Regions from separate parts of the Mus musculus genome. Here region 1 is linked to region 2. Evidence: chromatin contacts called from public promoter capture Hi-C data. All regions are on one chromosome and are shown on one strand. Each heading gives the region's core, a stretch centred on a gene start, on an enhancer-like site or on the middle of the called end of the contact. The rest is flanking DNA. Distances are from core to core; before and after follow the strand shown. Region 1 holds the start of Rpl39 (ribosomal protein L39). Region 2 holds the start of Dock11 (dedicator of cytokinesis 11).

What was found. Promoter capture Hi-C pulls out the DNA fragments that hold promoters and counts their contacts.
Region 1: a contact with region 2 is called in a promoter capture Hi-C map of pre-B cells. The contact joins the promoter of Rpl39 here to the promoter of Dock11 in region 2. A contact is called at or near these places in 2 of 39 promoter capture datasets (cranial neural crest and pre-B cells).

What each region holds. Positions count from the first base shown.
Region 1 is chrX:37,083,909-37,086,608 of GRCm38.p6, reverse strand. It overlaps Rpl39 (ribosomal protein L39), which reads left to right and starts at 1,387. Exons shown (of 3, transcript NM_026055.2): 1 at 1,387-1,484; 2 at 2,521-2,624. The coding sequence starts at 1,482.
Region 2 is chrX:35,887,546-35,890,245 of GRCm38.p6, reverse strand. It overlaps Dock11 (dedicator of cytokinesis 11), which reads right to left and starts at 1,414. Exons shown (of 53, transcript NM_001009947.3): 1 at 1,214-1,414. The coding sequence starts at 1,315.

The DNA.
Region 1 (2,700 bases), core at 138-2,637, 1.2 Mb before region 2:
GACCTCATAGGGGTACACAACTATACCTGACTTTCTGTTTTATTTACACAGCAGTTGAGCAGATGTCAAAGAGAAGTAGTTCTTACCTTCCACCTTTTTGAGACAGGGTTTGCCTTGTTTCTGTTGCTGTGTTAAATACTCCAGGCTAGCTGGCCCTCAATCTTCCAGGACTTTCTCTCCTGTCTCCACCTTCTATTGTGCGGTAGGAATCTTAGGGTTGCAGATACATAGGAGTACTTATTTATTTATTTATTTATTTAGCGACAGGGTCTATATGTAGTAATCCTGACTGGCTGGAAGCTCAGTATATAGACTAGGCTGGCCTTGAGCTCAGAGATATTGATCCTTCTGCTTCAAGTGCTAAGATTAAAAGTGTAGGCCACCACGCCCTGTATCTTCACTTTTTGGGACTTGAACTATAAGTTGGCAGGATTGCGTAACTGGTGCTTTTATCTACTAACGATTCCCCTGGCCCTGGTATATGGGATTTTTACCCCACCGGAGACAGAGTTTCTCTGTGTATCTTTGGCTGTCCTGGAACTCGTGTGAGTAAACCAGGATGGTCTCAAACTCAGAGGTCTGTCTGCCTCCCAAGTGCTGGGATTAAAGGCGTGCACCACCACTTTCCGGCGCCTTTTTTTTTTCTTAAGATTTACATATTTATTTTATTTATATGAGCACACTGTAGTTATTCACTACAGATGGTTGTGAACCACCATGTGGTTGCTGGGAACTGAACTCAGGACCTCGGGAAGAGCAGATGGTGCTCGTAACCGCTGAGCCATCTCTCTAGCTCCGCCTCCCTTTTAATCAAGTATTTTTAGGTACTATTGATAATGGGTCCGTGTGTGTTTACATGGGGACGTGTACCTGTAAATCATAAGTGTAGGTGCCCCTGGAAGTCAGAGACATGTTACCCCCTAGAGCTGGAGGGTTGTAAGCTGCCTGATATGGGTGCTGTGAATGGAACTTGGATTCTCTATAATAGTGAAGTTAGTCATTAAAAGATGTCTGCAGCCCCATCTTCCTCCCTTCCAGGGTGCATCGCCAACCCTAAGCCCCGCCCCTCTCGCAGAAGCGGGGGGAGTTGCAGCTCTGGAAGTGATGTAGGCCTTTTCCCGCCCTCCTCAGAGTTGGTCCCGCCTACTCCGTTTCCAGGTGTTTGCTAAGGGTTTACTTGGTTACTTCTCAAAGGCCACCTACCATGGCCACCAAGGCTGTGGCCCTCAGCACAATGATGATCACCTGCAGGAACAGGCATGGACGCGGAGGCCTCGGAATTACGTTCTCTATAAACCGGTTTGGGTTCCCACGGCCCCATGGGAGCGCAGGGGTGGAGCTAGGGAGGACGCTGCGAGTCATCCATCCCCCCCTAAGCTCCGCCTCTAGCGACTTCTTCTAATCGCGTTCTTCCGGTCCCGGCCTTTCTCTTCTCCATTCCTCCGCCATCGTGCGCGCTATTCTTGATTCGGCTTCTCGCCATGGTAAGACTATCGGCCGCCATCCGTCCCTCAGCGGCTTTCCTGAGGCCACAGACCGCTGTGCCTTTGTGGCAGACATGCGCAGCATTGAGGGCTGGGTGTATTTTTCAGGGTTTTAGTGTTCGTTTTTGGAGCTGGGACACCTATCGGCCTGTGGGCGCGGCATGAAATTATCAAGTCCATTTACCCTTGCAGGATGAGAACGCTCTTCCTGCAGCCTGGCAAGGGGTGCAAAGTATTCTTGTTTCATATAGCCTGGGGCTGACGGTGATCTTCATGATGGGGGGGGGGCAGAACGAGAGGCTTGGGACCACTCTTAGATTGTCCCTGATCGAAGAGCATGAATCGCCATTTGCACAGCGAGATGTCCACAGTAAGGGTTAACAGAACTTTGAGATCCCTTCAGAAGTTAGCGCGTCACTCCTTGGAGGCGTCTGCTAACAGCGCATCAGTCATTGCCTACTGGCAAGATTATGCTTATGGGCGTCTAGGTACAAAGTGGGTTTAGTATCTGAATTTGTTAAATAAAACCTCCAACTGGTCTAGGGGGACGAGTGCGCTTGGCCTTCGTTGCATTTTTTTATGTAATGGTGTTTGCCTACGGAGTGTCTAGGGCTCCGTAATCTTAGGTTAGCCAGCAATGTCACTTGGAGGTAGATAAGACTTACAGAGTACAGTACCTAGTGTCATTGACTTAAAACTGGCCAGGGTTTGCCTAACCTCAAGCCATCCTTGTTCCAGTAAGTCCGTTTCCTCTCCTACTCCAGCTATTCCGTGTTTCATCGCTGGAGCCCAGCAGACAGCCAGTTTATAGGTCAGACAGGACCTGGGCTTAGAAACTTGGTGCTGATTATGAGCCATGTTTAAGCCATTAACTCTTCCTCCAGAGAAGTGATGAGGATAAAGGACTTGGTGGTTCGAGGTCGGGGAGCTTTTCCTGGGTGTATGTTCTGCAGGCCTGATGTTAGTTTGTTGGAATTTGTGACTGAATCAAGAGACTAGGCTGTGGTGTCACTAAGCTGGTTGCATCTCCTCGTAGTCTTCTCACAAGACTTTCCGAATCAAGCGATTCCTGGCCAAGAAACAAAAGCAAAATCGCCCTATTCCTCAGTGGATCCGGATGAAAACTGGTAACAAAATCAGGTAAGCCTTCTCTTGTCCGGCTTGGAAATCGTTATGTTTTAAGTAACTTTGGGCATGGAGATACACAGTTGCAAAG
Region 2 (2,700 bases), core at 165-2,664:
GATAAGTTGTGCTAACAAAAAGCTCTCTCTTAAGTGCGGAGATTTAAACACAGCGAATGACATGAAATAATATAGGAGTGGAAAGAGACAAAAGCCAGCAAATCTCCTGCAAAACAAAGTAACAAAAAAGCACGCTAATGATTTAGTCCCACTGCTTATTTAAGGTTTGGTCCCTAGTCCAAAAAATTGGCAATGGGAGCCTTTAAAAGCAAAGGAGCAAGTGCCCCTTACCATCCAAGGCTTCCCTCCAGATTTAGACCATCTGAACAGGACTGATGAGGGTGCGCTGGCGTGCGGGGGAGGGGTGGTTCCCCGAGGGGGGTGTCAGAACACTCTCCAATCCCCATCCCCCAGCTCTACCCGCCGCCAAGACATCCCCAATAGTCTACGTAGGCGTCTGGTTCTAGGGTCTTCATCCTTACACAGCAACATCCAGTCCTTCCCACATCCTCTTGCCTCCAATCGCTCACAAGTCTTAAGAACCATCCTCTCCCAGAGGATACAGACTCAAAACCCACTCAGGCGCAGACCCACCCCCGTTGTTTCCAATCCTCTCCCTCTGTCTTAGTTGGCAGTACCCCTCAACACCCATCACCACCCTCCCTCTCCCCAGTAGCAGGAGGAAGTCGCTATGCTTCCTCTGTCCACATCGCCCGCCAGAGCTTGGGCGCCCTGGGCTTTTGGGTGGGGTTTTTTGTGTGTGTAAGTGAGTGTGTGTGTGTGCGCGCGTGTACCCGATGTGTATCCGCACTCAAGTATATCTGTGCTCATCGCATCCTTCCGCCTAGGCTGCCCCAGGTGCCCTCTTAAAGGGATCCGGATCTCCTCGTGCCCTAATCTCCAGCTCTTTGTGCGGGGGTCCGGGGGAGCGGGAGGTGCGATCTGAAGCTTTCAGCCGCCCCCGCTGGGGTGGAGACCCACTCTCCGGCCGCAGCTCTGTGAAACCCGCTGTGCCATTCAGCTTCCAGCCCAGCGCAAGCTGGTGGGGTAGCCAGAGCGCTGTCCCGTGGCGCCTGAGACTCCCACCCCCAGGCAGCCGGTTGCCAGAGCGAAAACTTAAGTAGAACAGAGGAAAAAGAGAGCTCCTAGCGCTCGACCGCAGCTGCGCCCATCCTGCCCGTGGTCTCCAGCGCGCGCGCGGGAAGCCACCGCGCTGCTCCCGGTGTGAGCGAACCCCCCCCCCCCCGGGACTCCCCGTCGCTCGACCACTCACCAGCACCACGGAGCCCCGCACGGCCTCCGACACGCTCTGGCGGAGCTCGGCTGCCGTGCCTGGCTTGCTCAGCCGCTTGGTGAATTTGCGCACTTCGGCCATGGCAGAGGTGGCGGGCAGGTCTCGGCGGGAGCGCTCAGTGCCCCGGGCCCGGGCGGCCGCTGCTGCTGCTGCTGCCTGTGTTTACACGCCGACGGGCCGGCCACATCTCAGCTCGCCGCCCCGCGCCCAGCTCCCGCGGCTCCTCCTCCCGCGCGCCGCTCCTCCCTCTTTCCCTCCTTTTTGCTCTAGCTTTTGCAGGCTCTGGGTCCTGCCGGGCGGCGGCGGCTGCTCCCTCTCACCAAGGGCCCCGACCTGAGTGGCCTAAGAAGGAGGGTGTGTCTCCTGGAGGGGGAGGGAGTGCTGGAGGTGGGGGCGAGGGTCACGCGGGAAGAGGGGGAAGTGGCAAGCACCCGGGCTCCGCCCGCAGCTGATGTTGCTGGTGCAGCCGCATCCGGGAGGCGAGATGAGGCTGCTTCTTTTTCCGAGTGTATGGCGCGGGAGGGGGTCAGAGGTGGGTGATGAAATGTCTCCAAGACTAGGGTGTGCTGGGGCCTCCAGAGACCTCTGCCTCCCTTAAGACTTCAGGAGCAGTGAGGCGGTGGGAAAAATCTCACTTGCCCCCAACCTGCAAGCCCCTGGGTCCCAGGCGGCTAGAGGCTGGGAAACAACATGGAAGCAGCATGCTCCTATTGTGTACTCAGCCTGGTTGGGTCTGCCCTATGTCAAAGGAAGGAAGAGCGGGTTTGCTGCAGGAAAGACTTGTCTGGGTCTGTACCCAACCCCCTTCATTTCCCCACCCAGGCATCCACTTCATAGGGCAACCAGGGGACAGGCTTCTAGAAGTGAGTCTTACCCAGGCAGGGATAGCTGGGTGGTGAGAGACCCCAGAGCCTTTGATGAATTGTGTGGTTCTGCAGTGATTCCAGAAGGAGTGGCCCTAGTGCTCACTGGGAAGGCTTTTGGAGGACCTATCAATCCTCTAGCTTTTACCTGTGCTCTGCAACCATCTCACCCTTTCCTTAATTTCCCCAGAACATCTGACTAGGTGTAAAGCATGCATGCTTAGACACAAACAAGGCCTTAATTCTGAAATGAAAGGCCCCACTTCATTTTTTTTTGTTTTGTTTTAAGTTTGAAATGGCCCATCACCAGGGGTCTAATCCTTTTTGAGGATTTCTACCGGTGCCCAAATGGCACTTTCCACACTTCTCAGGCCTTCAAAGAGCACACAGTCACACACCTACACAAGGACTTTGTTATGGAAACAAGAGCATGGGAATGGACTCCAGGAACCCAGAAAAGACCAAGTCTCCTAGCAGCAAGCCCATTTGGCCACCTTCTCATTGATCCTGATAAGGCACAGATGGAGGGTTCCTCCAGGACCTGGGACATGGAAGGGCTCTAAGGGACAGGCATTATCCTGCATGTTGACCTCACTCTGTGTG